Regions from separate parts of the Astyanax mexicanus genome. Here region 1 is linked to region 2. Evidence: chromatin contacts called from public Hi-C data. All regions are on one chromosome and are shown on one strand. The core of a region is the stretch at or near the end of the contact, and the rest is flanking DNA. Distances in the headings are between cores, read along the strand shown. Region 1 overlaps slc9a7 (solute carrier family 9 member 7). Region 2 holds the start of chst7 (carbohydrate (N-acetylglucosamine 6-O) sulfotransferase 7).

The links. A called contact is a pair of places that touch in the nucleus more often than the background predicts.
Region 1: a contact with region 2 is called in a Hi-C map of muscle, with 10 times the contacts expected there. The contact joins the enhancer-like site here to the promoter of chst7 in region 2. A contact is called at or near these places in 2 of 3 Hi-C or Micro-C datasets (both in muscle).

The regions. Positions count from the first base shown.
Region 1 is chr5:18,838,300-18,845,204 of AstMex3_surface, reverse strand. slc9a7 (solute carrier family 9 member 7) reads left to right here. Exons shown (of 17, transcript XM_022675805.2): 12 at 889-1,042. Among protein-coding and RNA genes, the nearest start is that of slc9a7, 31 kb to the left of the region's middle. Within about 2 kb of position 5,109, the one cell type or tissue checked has an H3K27ac peak away from gene starts, as active enhancers do.
Region 2 is chr5:18,779,028-18,786,238 of AstMex3_surface, reverse strand. chst7 (carbohydrate (N-acetylglucosamine 6-O) sulfotransferase 7) reads right to left here and starts at 3,690. Exons shown (of 2, transcript XM_007249094.3): 1 at 2,224-3,690. The coding sequence starts at 3,514. The coding sequence ends at 2,231. tubgcp5 (tubulin, gamma complex associated protein 5) reads left to right here and starts at 3,727. Exons shown (of 24, transcript XM_049479090.1): 1 at 3,727-3,863; 2 at 4,978-5,112; 3 at 5,231-5,284; 4 at 6,365-6,473; 5 at 7,068-7,164. The coding sequence starts at 4,979.

The DNA of each region.
Region 1 (6,905 bases), core at 3,860-6,359, 58 kb before region 2:
CTGGTACGTTTTTACCTTTGGTCAGTCTGACCACAGATCTATGAATTTAAGAATAACCTGGTATGTTAGCCAGAGAATTACTACAGCTATAAACAAATGCTGCCTCCCTTTGCACCATGTTAAATTATAAAAGAATATATACACTAGTGCTGAACGCAGTACCTTTTTCCTGTATGTTCTTTCTTGCTGACAGGTCTGACCTATTGAGAATAAAGTTCAATAGTTGAGAAAAAAATTCTCAAGCAGTTTGTTGTGGCACACTTTGGTGAGCTTGGGTTTTTTTTCTCATGAGAACTAAGAAAAAATATTCAAGGTTACAAACCAACTGTAGGTGTGAAACCACCCTTAGAAATACAATTAAAACGTTCAAAAGTTTAAAAGTCAGTAATATTAGTGATGATAACCACTATGTTGCGCAAGGTAAAAAAAAATCAAATAAAAATACATTTGTTAAATCTGTACTGTATTATCTTATCCATAACTCTGCTTGTCAATGAACAATTTTCATTTTTTTTTTTTTTTTTTGAGTTGCAATTATGCTCCCCTGACATGAACCCTGAGATTAATCACTCTGATGGAGCAGATCATGGCCTAAAATAATAATAAACGAGGAATTAAAATCAGGGCACATTTCAATGGCAGACCTAAAACTGGAGCAGCTCCCTTGCTAATACTCAATCCTCTACTAACTTTCTAAAGTGGCTGTAAAGAGCATCTAAATCCTGATCGAGTAAACACTATAGATGTAAATCCAGTTACACCATGGCAGATTCACTCTATATGCCCCTGATCTCAGGCAGGTCTCTTGAGTTCTTGTCCTGCTTAGATGTCTGTGTGTCTGTCTGTCTTTTTTTTGTGATTTTTATAGCTTCTATGCTGTTGTTGCAGGACTGCGTGGAGCGATGGCGTTCGCACTTGCGATCCGGGACACAGCAACCTATGCGCGACAGATGATGTTCACCACCACGCTGCTCATTGTGTTCTTCACCGTATGGGTCTTTGGTGGTGGCACTACACCCATGCTGTCATGGCTGCATATCAGGTCAGGCAATACTTTGTTTTTTCTGTAACAAATAGAAGAAAATGTAAAAGATTTTAAATACAGGAGTTTAGTTTGTTTGTTTGTTTGTTACCTTTGCTAATTTTATAACTGGTCAAAAGAACTCTTAAAAATAGGCAAAATTGGCATCAATCAAGCCTAATATTGTAATGATCACCCCCTTGTTTCTGCTGTATTAAAAGTAGTAGTGTCTAATAAAGTGAACAGTGAGTGGACATTTCAGTATACTTAATACTTCAGTATTAAGTGTCTTATCCGCTTAAAACAGCAATACAAACGCTAACACACCACTACCACCACCACCACCATGTCCTTGTCACTGCAGTGTTGCGAATGAAAAAATGAAAACATGGATGATGAGTGTTGAAACAAGGAGATGGTTATGATGTTACATTATGTTTGATTGCTATGTCACACAGCTCATAACCATTGTAGCAGCCAGGCCTGCAGATGTAGATGTTCCTCAGAGAACCGTACACACCCTCTGATAGGTTGAAATATTCATATAATGAGTGTAAAGTTCAGTGACACATGCTCTTATTACTCTTCAGAGGAAATGAATACCTCAGCTATGTCATGATGGTTGGAAAAAATGGCAAGTTAAGCCTATCCACTCTCCTGAAAATAAGTTGTGGTGGGAAAACATGATCTGCAGTAGAAAAGTCAGAATCTGTAGCGCCCACGTCTTTCTTGAATTGTATAATATGCTTTTATAAATGTATATAAAGCTTTCTCCCCAAGCTTAAACCAGTGCTTGAGGAAAAAGATAATGTGCATTTCAAACTTCAACTGTTTATATTATCACTAGTGTTTAATACAGGTTATGTTTTGATTTAACTTTAGTTGAAAGTGTTTGGCTTTTAAATCATAAGGGAAGTTGCTGGAAGGTGGTCAGAAATACTCTGAAACCAGTGTTATGTTGTCAGAGTGTAACGCAGCTGTTATGGTTACTGTGTGTGTGTGTGTGTGCGCGCGCTTTTTTTTTTTTTTTGGAAAATGGGCTCTAGACCAGACTTTCCCCATCCTGGTCATGGAGGGATCCTGCCCTGCACATTTATTCAGGGATGCAAGCAGATTTGTTCCACAGGGGAAAAAAAACTTTCATTGCATTCATAAAGACAAATGATTTATTATTATTATTATTATTAGGGCTGGGTTTCAAAATTTGATACCAAAAAGGTACAGACCGAAATGTTTCCGTACTACAGGGTACCAAAAGGTCCAAAAAAATTTGGTGCCTGTTTTCGATACTTTCCATATATATTTGTAGTTTAAGTAATACTGTTGTTTTTGAATTGAGATTACTGCTTTTTGTATTTTTTGTTAAAATTTAGGAAGAGGTAGCGAAAAATTATTGTTTGGGTATTGGTACCAACTTTAAAGTATCAAACTGGTACCGGTATCGAACATTTTTAAATGGTACCCAGCCCTAGTTCTTATTAACAATTTCTATATATATATATATATATATATATATATATATTGTGGTAGGCCCCTGGGGTTAGGGGCGTGACCACTGTGACCCGGAAGGAGGAAGCTCACAGAGAACAAAGACACGGGGAGTAAATGAACTCAAACGTACCTTTATTTTAAATGCCCTCCACCACACCCAAAAACAACTCAAAACATAATGCTAGCCCAGTGGGGCTCTATAGTTCAGTAGTTTCTTTAGTTTCTTTTGTTTTAGCGTCCGCGCAGCCTCAGCCCTCAGCTCCCCAGTCAAAGTCCTCCCAAATGATGACGGAGGCTGAGTATATATGCCTGTCTCAACTGGCGGCTCAATCAGCCCTCATGCGGGCCAGCTGAGACAGGCATGGCTTTGCGCTCTGGCGTGGGGCGGACCCACAACTCCCCCGCCTCCTCACGCCACAATATATATATATATATATAGATTGCAGTGTTTGCGTCTGCATATTATTTTCAACCCTTCCTTTTGCATTGTTTAGATGGCAACATTGCTTCTGAATTATTTCTACGTTGATGAGCATTGTGGTCTCGAAATGAGATTCGTTGAGGTGCACCACTGACTGAAAACAACTTAGGCAGATGTCAACAGTCCCCACTGGACACTGACTGCGCTATTGAAATAGCAATCCGCCTGAAAAGTTAGAGCACTCCTGGCTCTTAAAGGGAATGGCAAATGAGACACTGATTTCTTTATCGCCCAAAACACACCTGTGATTAATTAAGAATATTAGTACATGTCTTTTGGGTTTCAGGCCATGCAAGGCATAGTTTTCCTGTTGTTATGGTAGCAAACACACACTGATATGGCCCAAAATAAAGCTGCGCAGGGCACGGTTGACGACGCCTATAGATTGCTAAATATAGATAAAATAGGGCCCCAGGTCTGTAACACTGGGTACTGTTGGGAAAGAAATAATATGTATGAACCCACTTATTGATTTAGAGCCTATGCTGTGTTCTATTTACCTTGGATGTCAAAGCTTGGAATGATTGCTCACCAGAGTTGACTGTATTCCAGTTAAACATTCAGCTTAGAAATAACGTTTCTAATGATACCACTGTATATGCTATTTTTCACATCCATACACTGTAAAAACATATCCATGTATAGAAGTTGGACAGAGCCATGTGTGTACGACTGATTTAATGTCTCACAGACAAATCGAAACAAGTGCTAATACCGTACACTGTTTAATTCTACTTCTGAAGCTACTGTTGATATGCAGTTCAGCCAACTAGGTTTTCCAACTCTGGGTTCATGAGGTTCTTCTAACTTTCCTAGTAGGAAATCCAGCCTGAAGGAGTGATCCAGTTCAAATTTCTTACTTTGAACTAGAAAATGTTGACATTGTAGCTCATGGAATGCATCACTAGGACATTGTCTCAGATAAAAACAGCAAGATTCACCTCATATAGAATCTACAACCCACCTTAAACATAGGCTCTAAATCTAAACTCTTGAATTTTTTTTCTTTTTTTTATAGAAACATTATTCCAGAAACCAAAGGAGACGTTATTGTAAAGCTCACAAGGGGGCCTTAAGGAAACAAATGAACTTTATTTAGTCTTATGGGAAATGAGGCCTGCTCTGCTTCAAATAGTTTGTCCTCTGTGGGGGTGTATGGAAGCACGAGGAACTGGCAGTTTAACCCTCTACAGTGTATATCGTCGCTGTCCAATGAAAAATAAGTACCTCTAAAATGGCAACTTTACAGGAAATAGAAAAAAACAAAAAACAATATAGCTTTTATTTAAGTAAATGTAAAAAGTGTTTATTTCAGATAATTTTGGAGAATTTCTGTTGGTCCATTCCTCAAGAAATTTTGACATAGTGACATAGATAGTTTGTGTGTTCAGATTATGTAGTAAACTAAAAATGCACAAAAATGGAGATACTTGGTATATTATTGTTCTTGTTATTATAGAATGTTTTTGACAGGTTATTTCCGAATAAAAGTAGATGATTTTTGTCTGAAACTTTGACTTTTTATAGAAACCAGTATTTCAAAACCAAATAAGATGGACTGTTTAAGATGGATGACTTCAGCATGGTTTTACAGCAACATGCAATCACGTCTAGGTTCTGTGGAAAAGCTAAAAAAAGCTAGACTTTCAGATGCTGGATCTGCTGTATTTGGATTGAAAGGGAAAATGTTAACAAAATGTTCCTTTAACGCTGATGTAATTTCCTGCCAGTGTCCAGCAGGGGGCGCAAACGCTCACCACAGTAACCGATGACCTCTTTGGACTGTATTGCTCTTGTATGATCACCATAGTGACCGATGGCCTGAGAGCCCAGACAGAGAATGGGGTTGGAGAGCAGCAGCACATCTCTTGTGAAAGCAGACGAGGAGGAGCAGTCTATTACTGATAGGGAAGTTCATATTAGCTATTAGATCTTTATGCAAAACATGCTGTGTGGTGGAGTGCAGCTTATCAGAGCTGGGAAGGACAATAAGTAAACGACTCCATGGTTCAGCCCATGGCAGTCAGACAGGATTGGTCAGCTGTGAAAGCATCCAAACGCTTACGTCAGGAGTCCTCCTGTTCTCCTGTGGTCTGGAATTTAATAATAAATAGGAGAATAAATGGAATAATAATGTGCTGAATAGAACAGGCTGAGGGGTTTGAGGCGGTTTTGAAGCTCAGCCACTTCAGGACTGATGGAAAAAGCAGGGGGGGTTGTTTATCTAGGCTTGTGCTGGCTGTAGCTTTCTGCATGCTGTTAATAAGTGCCTCTAGTTCTCGAGATAAAGAGGATTATAGCGCGCTAATGTTGATGACAGATGCTAGACGGTGGATGGGACTAAATGGCTCATGTTATTGCTTGTAATGCTGCTATGCAGTAAAGGAGATTTGGAGTGTTTTGGCAGGAGAAACAAAGACAGAGGGAGACATTCTTTATTTTTATGTTAGCTGTTGTTTTTTTATAACTAAATTGAGGGTATCAGACCCAGGCTTTGTTGTAAAAGCTTACAGGAGAAAACAAATCAGTGCTTACATTTTTGTGACAATATTCCGATTCTAAGTCAGTCAATATGTGCAGAGCGTGGGTTGGGATTGTGGCTGTTTTTTGTCCTATAAAGGAATTTTATTATATTTAGTATAATGGGAAAGAACCCTGCTCTGCCTCATCTCCATTTTTGTTGAACAAAACTCGATAAAACACGCAAACTGTCACATACACTGTTGAACCTTTTTTTAGTAAACGGACCAGTAAAAATCCTACAAAATTACCTAAAATAAACTAAAATAAAATGACATTTACTTCCATTGATAAGAAGGTTTTTTCTTACTCTTGTTAAGTTACTGTTTTGGAGAAACTTGTATTTCATCTGACACTGATGATATATCGAATCAATTAGTATATTACTTGTATATTATTGTGTATTACATATTCATAAGTAATAAGTAATCACTACCATACCCATCACAAGTAGGTTTATTGTCCACAATGGACCCATTATATGTTTGAATTCTCCAGAATTTAATTTAACCTAATTTAATTTAACCCCTACTGGGCTCACAAGTGTAAAGAGAAAAGCAGTTTTGTGTAGGGATGAAACTGAAAATATTCAGCCGAAAATGGCAGAATAAACTGAATAATCAATATAGAACAATGAATCATTCATTTTTGGTCCTCTTACAGTGTATACTCTACATTTAGGACTGTTTTCAGCAGCAGCACTTTACTGGAACAGATTCTGAAGCAAAAAAACGTCAGAGTTAGCTTAAAGCTTCTTTTAGACTGAGCTCACACACAGACTTTGGTCTGTCATCAACTCAGCGAGTAATCGAACTCAGAAAACCGCCAGCAAGAAATGCAGCTAAAACACAAGACCAAAATACATTTAGGTTATTTAATATATGAAATGGTGAAAAAGTGGCATAACTGATTTTTTTGCATTATAAAGCACACTTAAAATCTTTTAATCTTATTTTTTACCATTCAGGTTGTAAGGAGCAGTAAAGCCACTCCTCTGAAGTTTAGTTCTCCAGCACTAAGGCTGGAGCAGTATTAGCATTAGCCTCTAATAGCGCTAAGCGCTAGTTCTTTTGCAGTTCAGAGGCGAGTAGCCTGCTGCTAACCCTGGCTAGCACTGCTGGAGCAGCAATCGCATTAGCCACTAAGCGCCAGCTGTTTCGCCATTCAGAAAAGAGTATTACCGGCCTGTAGCCTCCTGCTGAACCTGCTGAAGCAACATTAGAATTAGTCGCCATGCGCTAGCTCTTTCAGTGTTCAGAGGCGAGTATATTGGACTGTAGCCTGCGTGTTTACTGCGTTAAAACAAGCTCACTCAGGGTTCCTCAGCGTAGCTGTATAGCTGTCAGGCTGCATTTACTGTTAGCCGATAATGCTAATGCTGCTGCTGCTGCC
Region 2 (7,211 bases), core at 2,441-4,940:
ACGGTAATGTGTACACTGAATAGTAATAAGACTGGACCTGTAATATTAGTTTAAATATGCTTTATATGGTATTTCAAATGAGAACACTAAAGTTCTTTGTTAGAGCCAATAAGAAACTAACACAAATGTACAAAACCCAAACAAAAGCAGCTCTGCAAACACTAACAATGGATTTGTTAAGGGATGTCAGTCAAGCGATTCAAAAATGGCTACAATTGTGGCTACAACTATATACAGCTATGGTGTATAAACACAGGGTAGTATTGATGGAGGTGGTGGAACAACACTGTTTACTGTCAGACTGCCTCCTGGCAAACCGTCTCCAAAATCGTACCAGGACTTGCTACAGCTGGACAACTTGATGACCTGGAAAACCTTCCAGCAATTTAAGCAAACCCTCATGCTGACCTATGATATGAACATTTTAGTTATAGTATATAGTTGGCATGAACTGCTGTCTGCTGGAGAACTGTGAACCAGTATTGGTGTTTCTTTTAAGACTTCATTTGAATTTAATTGGTCCGACTGACGTATTTTTCAACTGATAAAAAAAATTACACTACTATACTGCAATAATAACTACAATACTAATATTGGTATACTGTTAGGACTTCTATATGACTGTCTAGTATGATAGTATTCCATTTTGGCATATGCAAAATCTATGTACACATATCCCTAGGGTGATTATCCTCTCGTATTTGATCTTATAATATAATAGCAAAATGATGCAATAACAGCCTTTTAAAGAGCATTCATTTTTGATAGGATAGACAACAAACCAGCTCAATCTTCTTAATGTGATCTCCTTTGAAAAACAGAGATCAGGGATCTGATTATTTTTACCATATTATAATAAGAGCAGTGGCCTGTTGCGCTGTATGCTGGAGTGCTGGACTCTCAGTGTGTATCACGCCACACTGCTTTTCCCCACGCAACACACACAGGAAAGCGAAAGTGGTGTTGTCATGCACTGTAATAGAAGTTACAGAGTGTCTGTTTGGTCTGATTAAATGATGTGAAGATTAGAGTAGCAGTAAAACTGTACTCCCTGTGTGAATGTGTGTGTATAGCCTACTCCCTTCTCCTGACAAGAAATATATAGAAAAATATAGTAAAGCTTCAGTATCAAAAAATAAAAAATAAACCACTAAAAGGTACACTCTTCTAGTTTACACTATGATGATGCTCAGTCACCATACCTCATCATTTCAGACCAGCAATTCCCAGTACACTCCTCTGGGACCTCCAGGCTCACCTGTACCAGGTAAGTAGGTGTTTCTAGTTGATTGGATCAGCTGTGTGGAGATTTCAGCAGTAATTAAGCTGAAGTCAAACTTCAGTGAAGTCACACACTGCAATGTTTGTGTGTTTGGTGCAAAGACTTTTCATTATTTAATATCTTGTTGATTATCCAAATGACTGTACTTATGTGGGTGTGAACAGTTTATTCTGTAACTTTCAAAACTACCCAGATATTATACAGTCATTATATAGTACTATTATTACCACCAGGGAACATTTAAACTAAACAAGCTGAATTGTTTAAATATACACAGATATTTAATTTGTCTGAGAGGGCTGAATAGGAAAAACACAAGTATGCTTAGGTCCCCACAGGTGTACACCACCTGCAGGTCTCTAAGGACTAAGCTGACGTTTATTATCTGTACTAGCTAAATGTGTTAGATCATGACTGGAGCAAATCTCTAAACCATTTTTAGGCCGTGTGACACACATGACCTAATTAAAACTTTCAAGCACACCCAAAAAGCGATTCACATAGATGCATATGCCACTCACACAAATTTTGCATACATAGAAGACTAGCTCGGGTTTCCACACACCATATATGTATGCCATTGCTATTGCTGTCTGCTAACTAGCTTGGTGGGATGTTTGATTATTGTTTCTGGTCAATGCAGTATGCCTACTGATTCAAGCATATGGTATTTTTAGCGAGGGTATTCAGAGGTTTGGAGCCAAGGGAGGCCAGCACAGATTTATGCTGATTCCTCTGTCCTAGCACTAGAAATTTGAAAATAAACGAGTGGGATGAAGTTGGGCTTGTTTGAGCAGGTAAAGCTCAAAAGTGTGCTGGAGTTTAGCCCTCCAGGATCACTAGATCCTCCTCAGTGCTCTACTAGACACTAGAGTGAAAATTATGTAAACATCAGCCCACACAAACACACATGCTCAGACTCCACGGTTCCTTCTGCTTACTTGTACTCTACGTCTGGTCCGGGTTCCTCTTCTGGTAGCCCAGCTGGCGCATGACCTCGCTGCAGTAGGCCTCCACCTGGTTGACCTGCTCCACGTTGAGGCGCTCCCTCCAGGCGTAGATGGCTTCTTTGGCGTCCCGGGACGAGATAAGGAACGGCTTGTCCGAGCTGTATCCTCGACCGCGCGTCATGTTCAGCACGAACTTCTCGAGCTCGGGCGACACCGGCAGGTCCGAGAACCGGTACAGCCGCCGGAGCTCGTCCACGGGCCGCAGCACCAGGTCCTCGTAGCGTATCTGCATGTAGTTCCTGCGCAGCCACGGCGGCGCGTTGGCCACGAGCAGCATGTCTCCGAGCCAGCCGTCGCAGATCAGCTCCATGGCGCTGGCCACGTAGTTCTCGGCGCGGTTGGCGCGCGCGCCGGGCGCGAGCAGGCGGCGGTAGCGGTCTGCGTGCTTTTTGCTGCGCAGCACCTGGATGCTCTCGCGCACGAGCGCCAGCTTGGACTTGAGGCGCGAGTTGTGCACGGCGCGCGGGTCGCGGAACAGCTGCACGACGCGCAGGTTGAGCGCGGGGTCGCGCACGAGCGGAGCCAGCACGCCCACGTCGAGCACCCGCACGTCTTTGATCACCACGGCGCGGTACTTGCGGCACTCGCGCTCGAGCTCGGCGAGGTCGCGGGGCGGGCAGCGCGCGCACACGTCTCCCTGCACGAGCCCCACGTCGCGCTTGCTGTAGGCGGCGCACAGCGGCTCGGAGCAGATCACCTTGTTGGTCTTCCAGCCGAACACGAACGCCGTGCTGACGTTGGCCGCGCCCGCGTACAGCCGCAGCACGGAGAAGTCGCAGCGGAACAGCGAGCTCATCATGTCGCGCACGGCGCCCTGCAGGCTGGCCGCGTCGCCCGGGTACAGCGCCTGCCACATATTCCACATGGGCTCGTAGAGGTAGAAGACGTCCGGGTGCTGGTTGAACAGCTCGCCCAGGAACGACGAGCCCGTCCTCCACGTGGCGTGCAGATAGATGTGGATCTTGGTGTCGTTCCTGATGCCGCCGTCCTCGCCCGCCGCCTCCGTACCGTTACCTCCTCCTCCGGCTCCTCCTGCCGCTCCGCCGCCGATGCCGCTCCACAGCGCCATAGTGTTCTCCAGGTCGGGGCACCTCTGCTGCTGCACTGCATGCTTGGCGTGAGCCGAGTGACCGCGGTAGTCCAGCACGTACGGGACGAGCAGCAGCAGGACCGAGTAGGCGACGATGAGGATGATGTACTTCTTCTGAAGCCTCCTCTTCATTGCCGCAGCGCTCGGCTCGGCGATCCACTCGGATCTGGCGCCCCCGGTACACACAGGACTATCAACAGCCCTCAGCTCCGCTACTTCTGGAAGAGGGGGAGGGAACAAACACGCCCACACCACAGAGACAGAGAGAGAGAGAGAGATAGATAGAGAGAGAGAGAGAGAGAGAGAGAGAGAGAGAGAGAGAGAGAGAGACAGAGAGAGAGAGAGAGAGAGATAGAGAGAGAGAGAGAGAGAGAGAGAGAGAGACTGTAGAGTACACTAGCAGACACACAAACACAACATAAAGGCCAGCAGCCTTTAAAATACGAGCTCACAATCAGCAAAAAAAGAGAAGAAACTACAGGTAAAACAAAAGTTCATGATCAGATAAGCTACCTAAAATGCCTGTGCCTAGAGAAAAAAGCAAGATAAGAAAATCACAAAGCGGGTGCCAACATCAGGCAAAGACCAAACAGAATAAGACCACAAGCACACAAAATAGAATCCTGGAAAAACAAAAAAATGCAAAATATGAAAGCACAAAAGTTCACAAATAGGCAAAATTCCCAAATCCAGAAAATAAGTCGGTTAATAAAGACAAGGTAAGGGTGCATACCAAAACCTTCCCAAAATAATCGCTTAACTTCTACGTTTTTCAGGAACCACAAAAATGTGACATTTGTTTAAACATTAGCAATGGTTTAAAGAAGAATAATTGGACTTAGGGTTTACTGAAACATGATAAAGAGTCCCAGCAGCTAGGTTACTTAACTTATATAGCGCTCCATTGCTATCTATTGTTCTTGAATCCTCATCCAATTCTGAGGAGGATGATTCACCCCTTCTTCTTGTAACTCTGTTCCAAAGGAAGGGGCTACAGTTTAAAACAAGGGGTAGAGGTACAAACTATTAATGGGATTGGGCTTCAAGATAGATGTCTATGGGCCTCAGTGTATCTGGGATCAGTTATAGCTAGGTTGGCTAGGAGGCGGTATAGAGCTGCTAATGCTTGATACGTTCGTGTTTAACCACAGAAGGAGCATCAAAACAGGCTGAGCGGCAAGAAGGAGAAACGGGCTGAACTGAATGAGCAGCGAATCAGTTCACTAAATCGAGACTGAACTGCGACAGGATTATTATAGCAAGCACTGAGTAAAGGGGGGAAATAACCGCAGCACCTGTGAATACTGTGAGGGGAGGACCTGCTCGCTGAGCTCGCTGGGTTAGATAGCCTGCTAGGTCTTAGCTGTATGACTGAAACCGCCGTTATGATGATGCTAAGCGGTTGGCTAGCTAACTTAGCTAACGATAGTAAGCAAGGTTCACGCTGTTAAAATGAACGTAGTGAAAACCTACAGAATCAGCTCAGCTAGACCTGTGAAGCCAGAATGGCAGTAGGAAGAGATATAAGAGTAATTTAAAATTTTAAAATCGTATTTACAATTGGCTAGTTAGCTAACTTAGCTAAGTGTCTGCAGGATGGCTCACTGGACCAAATTTGAGAAGGAGCTGGAGCAGGAGGTGAAGAGACTGATAGCACACATGACTGGCATTCAAGATGAAGAGGACCAAAACTTCCAAATGGCTCTCAAATTCGCCTGGTCAAATTTCAAGTAAGGACATGTTTGGCTCAGGCTGTATTCTTAAGCTGTTCATGTTTGTAATTATATGTTTTTTACTGTATTAAATTGTCCTTAAAGAGTTGATTTTTACTTTTCTTTATCTTGCCAGGTTTCACCGTTTCCTGGATGTCAGCAGCCACAATGTGCAGCGCTCAATAAATGGGTGAGAATAAGATTGTGTTTAATTTAATTAAAACATAACACAAAATGTAAGGAGATTTGTGTTTGGAAGATTATTTCTTAAGCCCTATCCGGACGCGTTTAATAACATAGCTATTTGTCATGTTGGGCGCACGTTTCCACGTTTCCACACAACAGCGAATGGAAATGGAGGAGCTGCTGAACGCGATGTCATGTGACTGCAAAAGTCTCAAAAAACTCACTGGTCCTCCTGTTTTTTCAATTTCACTCCAGATGCAGAGGTTTTACCACTAAGTGAAAGTATGAAATATTTTTCATAGACATCCTCCTGAGAAACTAATCCTATCTGGATAGGGCTTATGTTGTAACAATACTTCTTGACATTAAATCTCATACAACTATAAAGCCTCTTTATTATTATTTTTAATGGAGCCACATTTCTAAGGAACACATACTTTTGGGATGAGCAGCAGTGCTGAGTATGTGGATTGCATGAAAAATTGGCCAAATATTCTTATTCTTATTATTATACAGCTTATTTTGCTATTAACCCTTGTTTTAAGCCACTGGTTCCCCCGGGTGCTGCCTTATTAGCAGTGCATGTGAGCATGGGCTATGCTACTGTGGTCAGTTGGTGTCTGCTCAAAGTATAGGCATGCTACATTTGTCTGATCTGGATAGGGACCATGTGGAAGGCCAACTTCAAGCTGGTGTTCCAAAAAAAAAAGTTGCAGCGTTATTTGGAGTGAGCCATAGTAGCATCTTCAAATTAAAGGCTAAGTTGAAGGCTACAGGGGATGTCTGTAAAAGTTAGCGGCCCAAGAAGATGGTCAAACACCAAATTAGTCAAGAAGAGGACAGATGAGCTGTTTGGCAATGGCAGAGAGGAATGGCAAATTTGTCACGGGCACAACACACATACTCAGCTCTGCTGCTTATCCCACAAATGCATGTTCATTACAAATTAAAGAGAAATTAACAGGCTTTCAAAAGGTATAAGATTTATTACCGAAGAAACAAACTACCAGAGACACATGTTCTTACCTTTCCAGCTATGCTTAGTTTACAAACTGATAACATGTTCACCTCTTGCATTTCTTAGAATATATGAGAAACTCATGGTGCACTCAGACCTGTGTAAAGCAGAGAGCTGGACACGACTGACTGAGGAATTCCTGAACTCCCCTCTTCCTACTGCTGAGGGTACCATGGTAAAACACTCTAAAATCATACTAGATTACTTTAAAACATTAAGAAACCTGCAAAGTATACACTACCAGTCAAAAGATTGGACACACCTTCTCATTTATTGTTTTTCTTTTATTTATTTTCTACATTGTAGATTAATATTAAAGACGTGAAAACAATTAAGGGACACATATGGGATTACTTAATAAAGATTTAGGATAAGCTGGAGCTTTTGGAAGGAAAAGCAGCGACTATTGTTCAGCACCTCCAGGAACTTCTTCAAGATGCTGAGGAAACTAATCCAGATGACTCTTCCTCATAAGGACACCGAGATTAAAACACCAAGAGTGTGCAGATCTGTCCTCAAAGCTAAATGTGGTTCTTAAAAGAATCTAAAATATAAAACACACATATATTTTGGTTTGTTTACCACTTTTTGTTCAAAACTAACTTTACATGTTTCTGTATAACTTTAATGTCTTCAATATTAAATTCACCATGGAAAACCTCAAAGGGAAAGAAACAAAGAAAGAAAAACATTGAATGAGAAGAGGTGTATCCAAACCTTTGAGTTGTATTGTATGTACTGAAAGTTGGCTTTTTACTGTTTCGTATAGACTGATATCCACCATGGGATATTGGCGCTGTTACTCTTCCTGTCTGATTCTCCATGTAATACTAACTACAGTGAAAGGCCCAGACTAAAAGAATCTGGTAAGTTTTCTTGTGTCAATACTTGTGTGTTCTGACTTGTGTAGTAA